Regions from separate parts of the Mus musculus genome. Here regions 1, 2 and 4 are each linked to region 3. Evidence: chromatin contacts called from public promoter capture Hi-C data. All regions are on one chromosome and are shown on one strand. Each heading gives the region's core, a stretch centred on a gene start, on an enhancer-like site or on the middle of the called end of the contact. The rest is flanking DNA. Distances are from core to core; before and after follow the strand shown.

Evidence for each region. Promoter capture Hi-C pulls out the DNA fragments that hold promoters and counts their contacts. Capture Hi-C pulls out chosen DNA fragments and counts their contacts.
Region 1: a promoter capture Hi-C map of liver shows a contact between it and region 3, with 4 times the contacts expected there. The contact joins the promoter of Ppil6 here to the promoter of Scml4 in region 3. A contact is called at or near these places in 2 of 39 promoter capture datasets (liver and neutrophils), 4 of 115 datasets of contacts at active chromatin or transcription factors (astrocytes, double positive thymocytes, memory CD8 T cells and 1 more) and 2 of 9 other capture datasets (adipose tissue and liver).
Region 2: a promoter capture Hi-C map of pre-B cells shows a contact between it and region 3, with 5 times the contacts expected there. The contact joins the promoter of Sesn1 here to the promoter of Scml4 in region 3. A contact is called at or near these places in 1 of 39 promoter capture datasets (pre-B cells), 1 of 484 Hi-C or Micro-C datasets (CD4 T cells), 5 of 115 datasets of contacts at active chromatin or transcription factors (double positive thymocytes, embryonic forebrain, large pre-B cells and 2 more) and 2 of 9 other capture datasets (adipose tissue and liver).
Region 4: a contact with region 3 is called in a promoter capture Hi-C map of liver, with 4 times the contacts expected there. The contact joins the promoter of Qrsl1 here to the promoter of Scml4 in region 3. A contact is called at or near these places in 4 of 39 promoter capture datasets (hippocampal neurons, liver and pre-B cells) and 1 of 115 datasets of contacts at active chromatin or transcription factors (astrocytes).

The regions. Positions count from the first base shown.
Region 1 is chr10:41,487,601-41,491,979 of GRCm38.p6, forward strand. Ppil6 (peptidylprolyl isomerase (cyclophilin)-like 6) reads left to right here and starts at 2,839. Exons shown (of 8, transcript NM_028430.1): 1 at 2,839-3,021. The coding sequence starts at 2,881. Smpd2 (sphingomyelin phosphodiesterase 2, neutral) reads right to left here and starts at 2,740. Exons shown (of 10, transcript NM_009213.2): 1 at 2,383-2,740; 2 at 1,864-1,960; 3 at 1,675-1,751; 4 at 1,331-1,424; 5 at 1,134-1,223; 6 at 833-915; 7 at 577-709; 8 at 393-497; 9 at 72-225. The coding sequence starts at 2,432.
Region 2 is chr10:41,808,799-41,813,243 of GRCm38.p6, forward strand. Sesn1 (sestrin 1) reads left to right here and starts at 1,776. Exons shown (of 10, transcript NM_001162908.1): 1 at 1,776-2,502. The coding sequence starts at 2,224. Cep57l1 (centrosomal protein 57-like 1) reads right to left here and starts at 1,070. Exons shown (of 11, transcript NM_001243074.1): 1 at 990-1,070; 2 at 775-865. The coding sequence starts at 849.
Region 3 is chr10:42,858,378-42,863,087 of GRCm38.p6, forward strand. It overlaps Scml4 (Scm polycomb group protein like 4), which reads left to right and starts at 2,135. Exons shown (of 9, transcript NM_172938.3): 1 at 2,135-2,476. It overlaps Gm34006 (a long non-coding RNA gene), which reads right to left. Exons shown (of 3, transcript XR_380280.4): 3 at 4,029-4,279.
Region 4 is chr10:43,899,375-43,903,819 of GRCm38.p6, forward strand. It overlaps Qrsl1 (glutaminyl-tRNA synthase (glutamine-hydrolyzing)-like 1), which reads right to left and starts at 2,362. Exons shown (of 11, transcript NM_001081054.2): 1 at 2,240-2,362. The coding sequence starts at 2,263. It overlaps Rtn4ip1 (reticulon 4 interacting protein 1), which reads left to right and starts at 2,433. Exons shown (of 9, transcript NM_130892.5): 1 at 2,433-3,162. The coding sequence starts at 2,889.

The DNA of each region.
Region 1 (4,379 bases), core at 1,589-4,088, 1.4 Mb before region 3:
TAGAGCAGGGGAGGGTCAGGATGGAGGCGGGGCTGCCTTAAAGTAGAGGGGGCAAAGGAAATGCTGCTTACCACAGGCAGTACAGGGGTCTTCCTGAGGGGGGCTGTGCTTCACATACAAAGTAGCCATGAGGGCCTCGTGATCAGAGAAGGGCTTGTCACTGTGAGGGTCACAGCCTGTAGTGGTTTTCAGAGTCTCACAGCAGACGTGGAACTCAGAGACTGCCTAGGAAGAGCAAGAACATGGAGAAGCTTAAATTCTCCCAGAGAACCAGCCGACAGGATTCTATTCTTTAGCCATCAGTGGCCCAAGACTGTAGCTGAACTAAAGCGTGGGCTAGTGACAGAGGAAGGAAGATACTGGAGAAGGCACACCGGGAATAAGAGCCTGACCTTGTAAAGCACGTAATCAATCCGGATACCAGACGGAAACGGTCCCAGGTCCTGCTGGCTGACGTAGCAGTTCTTGGGTACCATGGTACAGCCATCATCAGAGCCCTAGGGAAACAGGTGGCTAGGATGCTAAGAGACAGGAAGACTGGAACAAGTGTGGAGTTGGTGGGAAACAGTCTCTCACCTTAAAGTCCTCAGTCTCAACGAAAGCATCATGGAGCCCTGTCCACTCTTTCAGCAGGCAGCAGCCCAGGTCTTTGGGGTGCATATTGAGGTCTCCACACAATAGAACCACATCTGCATTCTTGGATGTGTGGCTGAGTTGGGGGAAGAGCGGCAAGGAGGAAATTCTTCCCTTATTATGTGCCCTCTCAAGGATAACTGCCACTCCTCAACCCCCGTCCCACCCCACAGCCCCCATCAAGCCCAGGCTCACACACTGGATGAACTGGGCCAGTTCCCAAGCTTGGGCCACACGGTGTGCAAAGTAGATGTCCTTCTGTCGGCTGTACTCAGCATGTAGCTAAAGTGGAATAGGTGAAATCAAAGAGAAGGCTGTCTGAATCAAGCTTGTCATCTGTCACATGGCAGAGTGTGACAGGGAATGGGTGAACCTTGCCCAATGCTAGCTTCTGATCCCATGCCTTATCCCCAGGCAGCAGAACTAACTAGTGGCGTCTCTTCTCCACCATAGCATTGGGCTGCTTGACCCACTGCCTAAGCCTGGCTAGCCCCACTCACATGAGTCACGTAGGCATTGAGCACCAGTCCACTTAGACGGAGCACCAGCAGCCCCACAGACTTCCCACAGAACCAGTCTCCATGATGGAACTGCAGGCAAGAGAAGACAAAAACTCAGGGTACTGACACCCTCCTGCCAAGGCCCCAGGAAGGCTGCGTCCAGTCTGTGTTAGCAAGGATAGGGAAGAGATCCTTACCATGTAGGGGTAACCATTCAGACTGTAGACATGCTGGAAGATTTCCTGGATTGGGTGTTTGGAGAACACACAGAGGCCACTGCCTATCATCCCGCTGAAAACCAACTCTTGCTTAATAACCAGAAGAGCAAGGAGGGGAGTACCCAGCCAGCCCTCTTCCCCTCCGCGGTCTCCCAGCTCTACTGCTAAGATCAACCCCAGAACAAAGCCTAAGACAGCAGCCCTTGCAAGATGAGGGTGACGGCCTGCTCTTCTCACACCCAGAGGAAGAAGATCGAGGGTGCAAGCAAGAATGTTGGAGAGCTTCCTCGTCTGAGAACAGGCTGAGAACACAGGCTTTTCACCTTCTGAAGTAGTGTGCATCTGGATAGGTGAGCGATAGCCTTTGCCTTAGGTACTGGAAGTCCTGCTCACTCCACACCTGAGGAAGAAGGTGAGGATACTTGCTTGGATTTCATCCCAGACAGAACAGTTTTCCTGCGCCGCCTGCCGCCTGCTGCCCTCCTCCAACCTAGCCTGCCCTACAACCTCACCTCCTCCAGGAGAGCCAGATCAAAGTTTTCCAAGTTCAGAAAGTCTCCCAAGCGCTTCATGCGGTCCGCCCTATGTTTGCTCAGGTAGGGGATGTCCCTAAAAGGGGTGGAGGACGCAGGGGGCAGAAGAGATGGGTCAGCAGTTCAATTTCCAGCAAGCACATGACAGCTTACAACTGTCTGTAACTCCAGTTCCAGAGAATCTGGCACCTTCACACAGACATACATACAGGCAAAACACCAAATGTACATAAAATAAAAGTAAATCATTTAAAAGGAAAGACATGGGCCAGGTTTGGGACGATTACTGCTGTCATCACCTCAGCTTTGGATGATAGGGACTTTGGTGATTGCTGCAACCACCCAAGCTCTGGTCTTTAGGCGATGTGGACTTTGGTGGTTCGGGAAGGACAGGGTCTAGCTCGGCTGAAGAAGACCTGCTTCCTTCCTAGGCATGTGCGAGAGGGGACTGGAAGGTGGCTCCGAGGCTGCAGCCCACGCCTGGGAGCACTTACTTACCAGCAGTTGAGATTGAAAACTCTCAGCCGTAGAGAAAAGTTGAGCTTCATGGCTGGAGTGCTTCGGAGCAAGGGCGGCGAGGCGGATTGCGCGCACAGGCTTATTGCCCTGTCCTGCGCTGCCCCGACCCAGGAACGCGAGCTGGTTGGGGGTGGGGGGCGACTCCTGCGTTACTGGGACAAAGGCCGTCCTTCCACCCGGAAAGAAGGTCGGCTGCAAATCCCGGGCTGGCTGCGCGAGGCCGCCGGCAGTCCTGGAAGGAATCTCGGGTGGACTGTTCCAGATTCTTAGGTCCTTCGGTGGGTTCTCCGCACCGCGGCCTACAGGTTCCTCCCTTGTTCCCGGCTCGGCTTCCACCAGCAACAGGCTTGAAGTTGATGCGAGGCCCCGCCCACGAACTCACTCAGGTCCCGCCCCTTGCGGGCGTTCGGGGAGGAGCCACGCGGTTGCCCTGGCGACTCGCACTATTTGTGTTCCGGGCTCTCTGCTGTCCCTGCCATGGCCACCCAGCAGCCGTGCCGGCCCAAGTCGAAGCCCCCAGCATGTCACGTGCGGTTGCCGCCCGAGCCGCCCCTGAAGCTGAAGGTGGTGGGGCTCTTCAAAAGCTCCAGCTTTCAGGTGTCAAAGACCATCGCTGAGGTAACCCCTCGCCCCAGACGCCGTGCGCACCTCAGCCCCCTGCCGCGGTGTCGCCTGCGCTGGCGGGCGGGGGTCCACGTTCTGTCCTAGGGCTGGATGGGGGCATAGAGAACAAATGCTGGTCGCAAGGAAGGGCGACCTGGAAGAGACTCGGAGCGCGAGCGAGCGTTCGCGGGGATCCGTATTGGGAAAATGGTAATTTCGGAACACCTATGCATGGAAATGCTAGTTCACGTGAAATTTTTTATTGGATTATGGATTTACAAAATTCAAAATTACGGGAAAATATTCAAAAGCTCCAGCTTTCAGGACCATCGCTGAGGTAACCCGGTGCCCCAGATACCACCTCAGCCTCCCCGCCTCTAGTTTAAAAAAAAAAAAGAAAAGAAAAGAAAAAAACACTTGTGATTTTTTTTAGTACTTTAATTTTGGAAGGGCCTTTCCTTTATAATTTCTGTAGTTGTTTCTGCATTTTAGCAGAATCAGATACTTTTCAGATTTTTAAGAGATGTCCCAGAAGTGCTGTGAAGAATCCAAGTATGAATTTGTAAACATGTAGAATGATATTTTATGCACCAGGAAACAAACAAATGTAGCCAGGTCAATCATGCCGCAGCACGCCTGCTACCTGGAAACAGGAAAAAACCTGGGGGGTACGGTGGTGAAATACACGCAGCCCTGAGCCAGCAACTAGTTTGTTTGTGCTTGTTTTTTCCAGCTGGAGAGCAAGGGCAGTAGAATTCACCCTCAGAACACACACACACACACACACACACACACACACACACACACCCTTGCTTGCTCTAGCATCCAGAGTGAAAGTGCTGTCTTGTGTGTGTGTTGGAAGATGAAGGCTTAGTGCTTGTGTTTGTTTCTTTATTGGGTTTTTTTTTTTTTTTTGGTATTTTTGAGACATGAACCAGTGTCTTACAGCTAAAGTGGCCTTCCTTCCTTCCTCCCTTCTCTCTCTCTCTCTCTCTCTCTCTCTCTCTCTCTCTCTTTCTTGTTTGACTCTCTTAAGACATTAATATTTCCTGTGGTTGTTCCACACTGCAGGCAAAGTGTTTGCAACCTTTTTTTTTTCTTCCTGGGAAGTTCAATTAGTAAATATGTTAGGTGTTCTGGGACACAGTCTTAGACTTATGTTGAGAAAAACAGTGTGCCCAGGTATGGTAACACAGGCACCCAAAAGGCCAAGACAGGAAGTTGATGGCCAGCCTGGGCTACATAGTTATTAATACTTTGTCTTCATAACAAAGCAAAGCGGTGGACACAGGATATAAGTGTTCTAATAAAACTTTATTGTAGGGGCTGGAGAGATGGCTCAGGGATTAAGTCACAACAAACACTGACTGCTC
Region 2 (4,445 bases), core at 526-3,025, 1.0 Mb before region 3:
CTGAGGTTAGAAGTCATCAGATCCTCTGGAACTAAAGTTATGAATGGCTGTGAGCTGCCAAGTTGGGGCTGAGAATCGAACTTAAGTACTGTATAAGAACAATTCTTAACTACTGCACCATCTCTTTAGTTCCAGATTAATATTTTATGACTATGTTTACTTTGTAAAACAAAGGATTAAAATCGAATCCGATTACCAGTCTATTAAAAACCTTCCAAAAACACCTTTAGAGAAATGACCATATCGTTCAAAGATAACACATTTAGGAGGTTTTTATAGGCTTCTTTTCATACAGAACCTTCCAAACCTAAGGACATTTGAAGTTCTTTTCAGTCTCAGACACAAGAGACTTGCTTTCAAAGATCCCCTTCGGATGCTATCTGACTGAGCAAAGACAGCACAAAACAGATCCCTGTAAGGGCAAAGGTGCAATGGCAACGCTTAGGGATTCCTAATCCATTCAGCACGGGCCTATGTGCAAGAGGACAGCAGAAGCAGCGGCGTCGGTTTTTTGTTTTGCTTTTTTGTTTCTTTTCTTTTTTTTTTTTTTCCAGTTTGCCTGTCTTAAGGCTGCTCCTTGGCCTTCCAAACAATGATCCCCAAATCCTTGCCTCAGTCACCCAACCAAAGGTGTTGAGCACCTGCACTATTTCTCTCCCGGCAAGCCACGACGGAAAGGAAGCAATCCCAGATGGCGTCGGCACCAGAGTTTCCGAGGGGAAAAAAAAAATTTTTTTTCACTGAACGGGTCACAACCAAGCCTACCACGCTTACCAGATGGACGCTCCCAGTTAACCACGGCCTCCAGAACCGTTGGTTCGCGGGCAAAGACAAGTGTCGCGGTGGCATCTGGGAATTGTAGTTTCTGTCGCAAACAGAGCGCGTAGTTAGCATTACAACTACATTTCCCAAAAGCCAACGCAAAGCCCTGCCTGCTTGGCTGTCACTCATAATTCTATCCCATTTCTACTTGGAATACTATAGAGCACCTTTATTTGTTCGGCTTTTCTTGTTCGATAAACATCTCCGGGCATCTGTACTCCTTACTTTTCTTTCCCCTTCTTCAAACCAGCGCCTCCAAACGTCGAGAAAGGACAACACCGCGGAAAGCGCATGCGCCCTGGCCGGCGTCGCGCATGCGCAGCAGCCGGTCTTAGTCAGTGGCGCGCTGGACTCGGGGTCCGGAGGTACTCTGCCCGAGGGCGGGGCTGCTTCCAATGGCTGTCTTTGCGGGTCGCGTGTGCCTGGGCGGAGAGGCAGGCATGGGGCAGGGGCGGCTCCCGGCGGTCCCGGGCGGGGACAGGGGAGGGGCTGGGGGTGAGGACCCCGTCTCCCCTCCCTGCTCCCGCCCTCTGGGCCGATCCCCACCGACGGGGCTGGGCGAAGGGGCGGGCTCTGTGCCTGGGGCCCTTTGCTTCAGCCGTGCAGCCCTGGGCTCGATGACTGCTGGATTGCGGGGTGCCCTCTGGCTTGGCGGAGGTGGGCGAGGACAGAGGAGTAAGAGGAGCATCGGCGTACCCCGGGGGACAAGAACCGGCAGGGTTGGGGACGCCGCCCTTAGTCGCCGCTGACACTGTGATTGGCGGACACTGCTCCCCCGGAGCACCGGAGCCTCGGGCCCCAGCAGCTAAGGGCCAGGGTCTACCGCCTACCCCGCCAGCACCCGCCCGCTGCCCTGCCGCGGCGCTAGGAGGAGCCGAGGGGGGCGGAGACTGGTGTCGGAGGAGGGCGGGGTGGGAACGGTCGAGAACCAGCCGCTGCACAGACAAAAAATCGAATGGCTGGAGAACCTTCTACTGTTTACCAGCCTTTTGGGACCAAGCACGGATTTGACAGCTCCACAACGTGAGGATATCCGCTGACCCTGCGACACAGAGAACACTTCCCCGGGACTCTGTGTCCAGCTAACCAGCTCTGTGAGATTGCAACTTTCCAAGTTTGTTCTTTTCAATCTCTGTCAGAAGACTGCCCTCGTGTAGGAGAGGGTGCCTGGGTGATCCGCCTTGTGGATCGATTTGAAAGCATCAACTTTAAAAAGCACGTGTGATTCCCAGTGCCATCCAGACGCCTGCTTTCACGACGGCTGGATTTCTCTGACTTTATTCTTAGCGTTTCTCGTTGTTTTTGTTTTTTGTTTAAAAAACAAACAAACGACGGGCTGCTTTGGGGGAATGCTGAAAGGTAACTGACTAAACGCTGAAAAAGAAAAAGCTCTTGATTGTCATGGCTGAAGGAGAGAATGAAGCGAGATGGGAGGGACTGTGCAGCAGAGACACGACTACTAGAGAGACAGCACTGGAAAACATTAGGCAGATCGTTTTGAGAAAAACCGAATACCTTCGTTCAGCGAAAGAGACACTTTCCCGACCTTCAGACGGACTTTCAAACGCGGTTTCTTTGGATGGGATGAATAAACTTCTTGCTCATCTGCTTATGCTCTCTAAGAGATGTCCCTTTAAAGATGTGCGAGAGAGAAGCGGGCTCATTCTGAAGAGCGTCGAGGTAAGAGCAGTTTTAGAGTGACTTAACTAGCCGATGTGATTTGACTTAGTTATTCCCGTCGCTTTTGCTTCCATGGGGGTAGTCTAACTGGTTAGCTGTTAATAATGACATCACTAGGCATTAGAGGGTTCTGTAAAACGTTCAATGTTGGGCCCAAATGGAACAGGCTAAACTAAAAACGGTTTTCAAAAATAGATGAACAGGAATTGTTTTTATGGTGTTTTTGGGTAGAAATGGCATTGTCTGTGGAATATAATATATATGAAAGGTCTGGTTAATTAAAATCCAGTCTTTGTCATTTTTTTTCTGTTTGTTGCCAAGTGTAGCCAGTGCGCTTTTCACATTGTTATGGTGTGGAAAGTTTCACACTGAAAGCCTCAAAAATGAGGAGTTGCATGAAATATTTCCTATTTGTTCAGAGTAACTGGCAGGATAATTTTTTTCTGGCTCTTTAACAAAGACAGGATTTCATTTTCTAAAAGCATCCTAAAACAGAACTAGAAAACAATAATAAAAAACAGCCTAAGTCATAAAGAAGGTAACTCTTGTCCAGGTGGAAAAGTTGGACCCAGAGTTGGGCGTTCAGTAGCTTACTCTCCATACTCCCAGGAAGCTGAGGAATAATGCCACCAGGAGTTCGAGACCAGCCTGGCGAGCAATGAGTACTAGGTCCATACATGGCTACATGGCAAGGCCCTGCCTTAGGGTTGCAGGGAGGGGGTTGTGGGGAGAAAAAGAAAGAAAAGTTGGGTCCAGGTAAGGCATTTGGTGAAAATACTTGGCTGCTCAGTTATTTTCTGTTTTCCTTGAATTGTTTCTTTCCTCTTTTCATGTGCAAACCTATTAAATTGTGAGTGCAGTAAGGTTTAAAATTCTATAATGTCCTGCCATTTTTCTACAGTCACTTTATTCTGTTGTATTAGAAGGTGTGTTAAAATTTGGAGAAGCAGGAGAAATGTTTATACATATGAAGAATGCTCACTGACTGTGTATTAAGTGATGACAGCTTTCTTTAGTGACTTAGATAAAAGAGGTGCAATCATAGCCATAAAATAATTATCTTCAAATATTTTTACAGATACTCTAGAATCAGTAATAATTCGTTTTACAGGAAGGAGCTAATTCTCAGTGTATGTGCATTCTGTCCCTTGGACATAAGGAACTATTTCTCTAGACCTCTGCATAGCCACTATGGGAATTTTTCTTAAGTAGTGGAGTCATCATTGTGCACATCCAACATTGTTGTGGGTTGTATGTAAGTAGGTGACCGGGAAGTTTGTAGGCTTCTCATCTAGTGTTTCAGGGGAGTCGCCCTTCCTCTTGGTGTGACTCTACTTCACCTTGGTCTCTGAGTGGGAGACTAAATAATATAACTTGTTAAGAGTTATACTGAAGATAAAGTATCCGAGCTCTGGGAAGTGCTAAGGCAATGCACTAGAGTCAGACCTGGGTTCAAGTGCGTCCTTATTAATGTACTAAATGACCTTAGGCAAGTTCCTTGCCTTTCCTTGTGTTCGATTTTCACGTCTTATAAAATCAGGATAAGAATGCAGAGCTTTTGTGAGATGAAATGGCATGCAAAGTGCCAGAGTCCTATCTAGTGAATGCACCTCTCCTCTTTCACAAGTGCAGTAGACTATGTAAAGTATATCTCAAGCTGGATTTGTTCTGCAAAAGGACACCGGGTTCTGTGTTGTAGTGGCTTCCTATAGACCTTCATTTTTCCTCTCTTCTGTTATTCTTTACTGCTGCCATTGTTGTAAGAGGTACTTGATTTGTATTGTTCAGTAAGCTGTGTTGGTTAAGTCTCTTCCCCCAGAAGGGCTCTTAAGTCCTCAAGTATTGAGAGTATTGGCTGAGACCTGGAAGCTACTAAGTAACTATCCGATGGATAAACAAAGGTGTTTGCCTTCTTGCTGTCTCCCATTAATTTGCAAAGATGA
Region 3 (4,710 bases), core at 885-3,384:
ATCTTCCTGGGAAAGAGAAACCAAAGGCCGTTGGAGTAAGAGTCTACCAAAGCCTTTTCTCTTTATAGGGTTTGATTCCTTAAGAAATGTTGATTTTATTTGTTGAAAGAGCCATATTCAATTGAACACTAGTTACCCGAGCTCATCTAAAATGCCCTTCAGTGGAACACTGTGTGAGACTGTATGACCATAGCTGTGGCTGGAACTTGGCGCAGGCCACATTTAAACCATCCATCAGGCCCTAGTGTCCTCCCTCTTCCCCAGGGCCTTACTCTATAGCTGAAGTTGCCCTGAGACTCCCCACATAGCCCAGGCTGGCCCATTTCTTTCTGCCTCTGGCTCCTGAATGATGACATCACAGTTTGTCGCCCACACCTGGCTGGCTTCTAATTTCTTTTCTCCTTCTCATCTTCTTCCTTAGGCTTCTTCTTTAAATGAACTAAGTTATAAGAAAGTACAGACACACCCCCTCCAAAACAAAACTTCCAAGACTGTATTTTCCTGAATGAACATCAAAACTCAACAGGTAAATAAAGGATGTGGATTCCTTCTTTTCCTTGTCTTCATTTTTACTTTTCCCCTTCAGTTTTATAACATATTTATTTCCAAAGGAAAAAACCCTCAATAGTTTAAATACGAGTCCAAAAGGGTTGCTGTAGGTCAGTGGCGAGCCATGATGCTGTCTTCGGCAGCTCACCGCCTCCCCTAAGGCCTCTTCCCATGAGGAGAGAGCTCTATGTCTCTTCCCATCTACGTTCCTTAACAGCGTGAGTCTGCACTTTGTTGTGAACGTGTTACTTTTCCATTTCTACATCATGAATTTCAGTCCAAAGCCAGTCCCATAACCCTAATAATTTCTACTTGGGCCAAACTGTCTGTATCTTTCATAAAATAGAAATTTATTGAGAGCTTCTATGGGCCAATCTTGTTTCACTAATCAGCCTTTGATTCCCTTGGATGTCAAAGGGGACACATACTACACTGTTGGTACAAATTTTTGACTCTTTATGGCACTTGGTAGGAATGGAGACTGCCATCCAAGCTGGGCCAGGCCCCGGCCAGCCTGGGAACCACCTTGGGGCAGAGGAGTCAGGGCTGTGGCAGGCAGCGGACCTAGGCAGAAAGGACACATGCCACCCAGGGAATTCCTTCTTTCTTAGTAAGGATAATGCTTTGACTTAAAAAAAACATCAATTTCCTGTATCTATTTAATTTGAGGGGACAAATTTACTTCACACTACATATGCATTCAAATTGTAGGTCCTTTTTAATTTTTCATACTCAGTAACTGGCTAAGCTGTGACCCAGACCTTCCAAATTAGTTTAATGTCAGTCCTGGCTACAAGCATGCTCCCTGTCCCTAAAAGCAAACCCGGTAGACAGCCTGTATTTGTAAACCAGGTATCTTATAAGACACACTTGAGACACATCCCATTTCCCCAGATGAGTCAAGTCAGCAGCAGAAAACCTCGACTCACTTTATAAAAAGAAGGGAGGAGAAAAGGCACCTTCTCTGGTGTAAACTGGTTTAGTGGACAGGCAGTGGGTATGGAGGAGAGACAGCAGCCCTTTCCCAGGCAGGTCCCAAGAGTGTTTGGGCATGGAGAAACACTTCCAGATGTGCACACACAGATGTGGATTAAACGTAGGATAGGCAGCTTTAGAGCTAACAGGTACAGCCACAGTGTGTCATCAGTACAGGTCCACACCTCTGACAACACACAGGCTTTCTGTTGGTATACCATTGTTCTTTCTTTCTTCTTCTTTTCCCCCCAAAGCCAAACATTAGCCTTGTCAGATCGTAACAGTCTTATAAGCCTGGTGTGGCCCTCACTGCTGCAAGACTGGGACAAAGAGATGATGTTACAGTCTGGTTTCTATGGCAACGGAGGAGGGGTAATGAAAACTGAAATGCAGGAAACACCCATTCTGACTATTGTGACATAATTCAGTTTCTTACAAGGAAGTAACTATCTAAGAAGCAGAAGTATCATTACCTGGCGGCTGCTGTTCACAAAAAGCTGTGCTGTGTATTTCTCTTAGCTGGTCTGTCTGTACAGAGGAAAGAAATAACACACACACACACACACACACACACACACACACACACACACACACACACACACAGAGTCCTCGCTTTCTGCATGTAAAATGTGTGTGTGTTCTTTAGAAGCCAGCGGTTGGCTGGTTTTCCGGACATGATGTGGTTGAAGCTGTCATCGTAATGGAAATTCACTGCTGTAGCTATGGTAAATCGAGTGTTCTGCCTGTACTGAATGCATTAGTCTAATGAGATGTTTGCAGCGGCGGCGAGCTGGGCTGCTGGCGACTAGCTGTGAGGCAGGCGTAGCACACGGGTGGAAGATAGCTTGTGCCATACTCGCAGTGTGTGTGCAGGAAGTCACCTGTCTTCTAAGCCACCACTCCAGACCTCAGCAAGCAACACCCTGGTCAGGGCTCTGTGACCAAGCTGTAGGTAAGGGAGACGCATGCTGGCGGGTGTGCTGTGGTACATTGTATGGCTCCTTCTCTTTGGGCTGGCGGCACAACAGGTTACCTGCTTTAGTTTATTTGGGAGGGTTTGCATGCCTGCCTCTCTGGCAATGCACGAGTGTCTGGTGCTAAAACTACTGAGCCCGGTGGGTAAACTTCGGATCCTAACATGCAAAATATAATGTTTGATTTTTTTTAACTATATATCAAAGGGAGATTTAAAGTAAAAACACAGTTTATAACCATTTTTGACATGTATACACTTAACCTCTCTTTAAGTCTATATGTAAATATGTGCAAATTTTTTATTATTTCAAACATGAATATGGTTTTTTTCCTAATAATAATTTTGTCTTATTTTGTATTATTAATTTAAAATTTGTAGTATGGATTAGGTTACAAATATTTACCTAAAATTGATTATTAAAATTGGCTGTGATATAAGCACTCATCAAAGCATTTGTTTTCAAATTGAATTTTATTTACTTGTGTTGAATGCTGCAGATGGGATATTTCATGTGTTTTTGTTGGTTGCTGATGTACCAGTCATAGATAAGGAGAGTATTAATTGTTTGCAAGTTCCTGCTATTAGTTTTTTTAGGAGGAAATAACTAACAGGTTAGTATGGAATGTTTGGAGTTTCCCCAAGTTCAAAGACAAAGTCACCTCCTCCCCTCACACAGTCCTATGTGACCCCAAATAGCTTCCACTCATTCTGCCTGCAGCCCCGGGTGTCGTCTACAGGTTGCTCTGCGGATGGACAGGACCAGTGGGTATGGCTGCTGAGTTAGCAGTTTTCACTCATCATTGATGCGCTTGAGTCTAAGTTCTTGCCGTTATTTTCGACAATAAGCCAGAGGTGGCGGCTTGCTGTGTTGTCTTTCTAGGGTCATGACATTTCTCAAGAGGGCTAGGACCATCAGCAGCTCTCTGAGAAATGGGGCTTTGTAGCTGGGATGCTTGAAAAGTGATCCAGATGTGGTTGTTGTGTGTTCCATGTTTTTAATTCCTTTCTCAACTAAGGAACATTTTTTTTTGAAGGGTAAGAGACATAGATGTCTTTCCCTCCTCAAGACTTTTTTCTCATTAAGAACAAAACAAAACGGAATGTCTGGAGAACATGTAGAAGTATGGAGATGGCTGTAGAGGAGAAGGTGCCTGATTTAGACAGTATTTTATGGAACATTTTGTGTGCTTGTTGCTTGGTAGAAGTGGCTCAGTCGATCTGAGTAACAGCTACTGGGTGGCAATTACCTAGAAAACTAGCACTGCGTAGCATCAAAATGCAGCTAAAATGTAAACATTGATGCCCCGTGCAGAGAAGCCGCTTGGTAGCTTTACAGTCTACCTTTAAAATATAGCTGTCAACTACTATTAAAACATGAATGTGTTTCTCTCACTCTTAACATTGTGACTGTGTGTGTGTGTAGAAACCTTCTCCAAATCTGCCTGTCTGATTTGTGTCATAAGAGGAAACACAGATCCAACAAAATCCCAAATCTTAGTTGTTTTACCACATTTAAATGTCTTACCCGTGTCACCAAAATTACTTTTATTTCCTTAAAAGCTATATATGAGCAATAACGAGACAGGAAGAACGAGCGGGCAAGCTCGGCTTTCATCTGCACAGTTCTTCTGCGGCTGCTGTTCTCTGCTAGAGCAACAGTAGTTTCACTTTCTGCTTCTCTTCTCGTTGTGGGGCTGAAGGTTGGAGGTCATAGGCGATCTAGGAAACAAGCCAAACTCAAAGGTTGTCACCTCAGCTCCTCCGCTTTGATCTTGCCAACTGAAAAAAACCCAAGGACTTTTAATATATTCAATACTGCTTGCGTGTGATAAAAATTTGAACAATACCCTGAAGGACAAAGACAGAAGTTTTAATATTTTTTTGACTAGATGGTTGGAAAATCATGACCAGATTGCCTTAAACCTTTCATAACATAGTAGTTTTTATTTGTTTCTTTTAATCTTAATGTTACATCTCGAATGCTTAACTGCAATAAATTTAAGGAAACATAACAAGGAATGCTCACTGAAGAATAGCTTTTCTGTTGGAAAGCGGGGTGTGGAACACAAAATTCAGAGTGTTTCTTAGGTCTTATCTGCAGTTTTTCTGGAGCCAAGGGCATACCACACACACATGTACACACCCCTTGTGCCGCACACTTTAGAACAAGCAGCTACCTCTGAAAGTTTCAGCACCTCATGACCTCTGGG
Region 4 (4,445 bases), core at 1,112-3,611, 1.0 Mb after region 3:
GTAAGATTTTATATATATCTCACATACAATGTACGGTAATTGTAATTTTATAAATTAGCATTTATATATATTTAACATATATGTCACCTTTCTTATATATTATATACAAATATATTAGCATATATGCATATATGTTTATATATACATACACACATATTTATATACAGATATGTTAATTTAATGTATATGCACATGTGTATATGTACATATACACATATGTTAACATAATATCTATATATCACTGAAATGGTGCCAGCTGAAAAAGAAAAGACTCTCAAATGGAGACACAAAAGGGAGAGGGAAGCGGTAGGCAGGATAGGTACTCAATACTAAGGTACCAGGATCTACCCAGAGACCCCATTAAGCCATACACTCTAGGCTTTAATCACACAGATCTTTCTAATTGAGTCTAGTGTGGTAACCAGCTGAAGGTTAACTAAGGCCCCAGGTGATTCTGAGTGGGTGAGCAGACTGTTGTAAAGCTTGAAGAGAGTTTGGCCCCAAACAAAGGCAGGCGAGCCATATTGAAGCAAGACTAAGACTTAAGGTGGGACGGTATCTCAAGAGAACAGACTAGAGGGCTTAGTGAGTTGATGGACAGGGAGAGTGAAGGGCAGTGTACAGACCCACGGGTAACGGTGTGCTTCCCGGTTTTGTTCTGGCTTGGGCAATGACACCTCTGCTTTGTTTAGAGTGTTCTGGGCATTTGGAAGAGCCCTCCAGAAGGCCCTCACAGATACGAGCCTGGGCAGGGCTTCTGAAGCTTTTTCTACTCACAATCCTTTTGTGCTAGACAAGCTTTGCAAAGCACAGGTATACTGAGATACAAAGTAGGTATACAAGGCATTAATTGCTAAATCATAAAGGATTTGATTTTAGAACCATTCTATGGAGTCTAGAGTAGTGCCTCAGCAGCTAAGAGCACTGGCTGCTCTTCCACAGGCCCTGAGTTCAAATCCCAGCACCCATAAGGCAGCTCTCAACCACTTAAGACTGTAGTGACATGGGATCTGATACACTCTTCTGGTGTGCAGACATACATGCAGTCAAAAGACCCATATACAATAGATAAATAAATAAATAAATATAGATATTTACAAAATTATTTGGTGTACATAATTCTACTATTAAAGATGAAAGTAAACCTGCATACCAATAAATGCATAGACTTGCTTATTTTTAAATAAAGAATTAAATCCTGGCTGTAGGTTTCCTCAACGTTTTTCATTTTTTTTCAGTTTACCAATATTTTGATTTGATATATCAGTGCTGAGAACACCACTTTGCATAAATATGTTGTACAAAATTGTAGGAGCATGTTTAGCGCCATATTGGGAAAAAGCTGAATAATCTCACATCAAAACTTATTTAGTGATTTTTGAATGAGACTCAAGTCAATAACTCAGCCATTTTTAGAATCAAGCACCTTAAAGCAACAAATCCCAAAGATGCACGCATTTCACACTTAGGGTATGACAAGCTGAAAAACGATTTAGTAAAATATTAAAAGGTTTTGCTTTCTGAAATTAAATAATTATGTTTCTACAAGTTTAGAAAAGTTGCTCATATGTTAAATCTTAATAAACAATACTCTCGATTCTGAGTTGAGATGTTTCCGGCAGCATTTGCTGGGCAGTGCACACATACCCTGCTGCAGAGAGTCGTGAGGAAGCACCGCTGGGTGCGGTCAGAAACACCTTGAACTCACAACTCACAGTTTGATTTTTGAATTAACTTTGCCCACTGTCTCAGGAACACTCCTCCTTCCCTTTCAAAACTGCTGTCACATTTTCTCCTACATTTGTGGTTGCGACCTACAGCTTAAGTAGATGTTCAAACACGATGTGGTAGAAATCCTAGTTTTTTTTTGTTTTTTTTTTTAAGCCACCAATTTTTTTGTTTGTTTCAAATGTGCATGCTACAAAACCGCCCCGTCCCTAAGCGAGCACAGCAGCGACGGGACTGAGATGGCTTGTCTGAGAAACCTCTCCCTAATCGCGCGGGTTGACTGTCGTTCCACTCCACGGCTCAGGGGTTCAAACTTTTTGACGTTCTGACTCTAGGGGATTGACTCAGCGTGTACGGTAAGAGCTTAGGTTCGAATCCCACTTCCCACTCAGGAATGTAGGCGGTCGGGGGGGGGGGGCGTGCCGTGCGGCGTGACCCGGGGCGACCTTGAACTTCCGAGTCCTCCAGTGTCTCAGCCCTCCCTGGTCCCCTCCTGGCCATGTCCACTCACTTCTCGGAGAGTCCGGCCCAGCATAGCCCTCGGAGTCAGCCGGTAGCACCGGGTCCCGGAACAGAGGAAGGAGTCAATCTCTGCCACCGGCGTTACATGGGCGCAGACATCTTGGCTCCTCTTTAACAACGAGCGCCTGGATTGGTCGAGTTCCGGGCGGCGGAAATGATCTCTGCACACGATTGGCTCGCGCGCCGGCGACCGGAGGCGCGCGGACAGGCAAGGAGACCGCGGCCGGGGTCGTGTCAGGAATCCGCCTGACCTAGGAATTGCTAGCCTTGTTTGCTTGTCCCTCTGAGGACTCCCTGCTTGCTTGCTTTTTTTTCCTTAAGGGGAAGGAGAGCGTAAGGAAGGAATGGCCAGTGTACTGACTGGACGCCAACTGGGACATTTCTGACGTGGGGAGCACAGTAGCAATTCTATTTTAATTCCGTCGCGGCTTTAGGTTGAGTTTGCTTCTGAAAGCTCCCCCTCGCTTAATTGACCTGTGGGTTTGGCAGATTTTGGCTGAATTGAAATGTGTTAGTTTGACCTGCTTCAGGTCCTTTCTCTCCACCGTCGCACCCCCCACCCCCGCTCCTCCTTTCTTTTTTCTTTTTCTTTTTTTCTTTTCTTTTTTTCGAGGAAACGTTCTCCATCCCTGCTCAGGATGGGCGTTTTGAAGACCTGTGTACTTAGAAGAAGTGCTTGTGCCGCCGCCTGCTTCTGGAGAAGGACAGTTATCCCAAAGCCACCATTTAGAGGCATTAGTACTACGTCTGCGAGGAGCACTGTCATGCCCGCTTGGGTGATAGATAAATATGGAAAGAATGAAGTCCTTCGATTCACCCAGAACATGATGTTACCTATCATACACTATCCAAATGAAGTCATTATCAAAGTCCACGCTGCCAGTGTAAATCCTATAGATGTTAATATGAGAAGTAAGTTGTCCGGGTTTGTTTGGTTTTAAATCAAAATTCACTGGGCACACAGGTGTTTTGTTGTTTTTCTTTTGAAACAAGGGGTCGTTGTCTAGCCCAGGCTGGCCTCCAATTCATTGTATACCACTGACTAGTCTCCACTCTGCCGCCCTCCTGCTCTGCCTCTCCAGGCCTGGGATTTAGCAGGTGTAGACCACACCTAGTTAATAGACTACATTTAGGTTGGCGTGAGGGAGTCATTTAGGTTTCTTATTACATGTATTTATTTTGTGTTTGGGTGTGTGGAACAGGGCCCAAGTGGAGGTCAAAGGACATCTTGTGGGAGTGAGTTTCTTCCTTCTACCAGGTAGGCTCCGGGCATTAAACTGACCACCAGGCTTGGTAGCAAGCACCACTATAGGCAGAGCCATCTGGTTTCTGATACTATCCCTGCAAATATTTACGACGTTTTGTTGTCACAACTGCTAAGGTATACTTTAATCTTTTATTAAATGTGTTTGTTTCCTTTCACATATGAGTTGGGACCGAGAAGTGATATCTACAGTTAATTTGCTCTGTGGTAATTTTAGGGTCCAGCACAGGCTCCAGAGTTTGGCTATGTTTCCCCATCAGTTCAGAGTCTGGGTCTATGTAATTCCTGTATCCTTCTTGCTGTCCCACGGTTCACAGCTTCTGTTATAGGCCCAGTGTACCAAGCAACAGAGCAGAACTCCTGATAGGGGCACAGCATCCTCGTCATTTCTCATATCCCCATTCCCCACTCCCCACCTCCAGCTTAAATGTGTTTTCTTGTTATACACCCGCTGAAGCTGGGATAATGTTATCCTAATTTCTCTTGCTGGGTCATATTGAACAGCTTGGGGAGAGCATTCCTTAAATGTATTCTTATATTCTATACTGTGGTTCTATTATAGTGGTGAACAAATTGATTTGTATTTATAAATTACTTTAATTCTGGAAAAAACTGGCAAAAATATTGTCAGTCTCGCTTATGGGAACTCACGTGTGTCTTCTGAAGATGAATATGTTCTGAGATGACCAATTCACAGGAAGTTAACTACCTAGTGGTTAAGGAAGCTGCCATGTTTAACCCTGGGTCAGTGTTCTGAAGGGCTTGTGTGGGGGCCTACAGTGGCCTTCAGTGCCTCAGCAGGAGTGCTCATGTATGACTTAGTGTAGGGCAGTGATTGATATAGCACAGGATTTAATTCCAAAGAGGTTTCTGGGATAGAAGAACTGTGTATGTCAGTGAGATGGCCCAGTGGGGAAAGGCACTTGCTGTC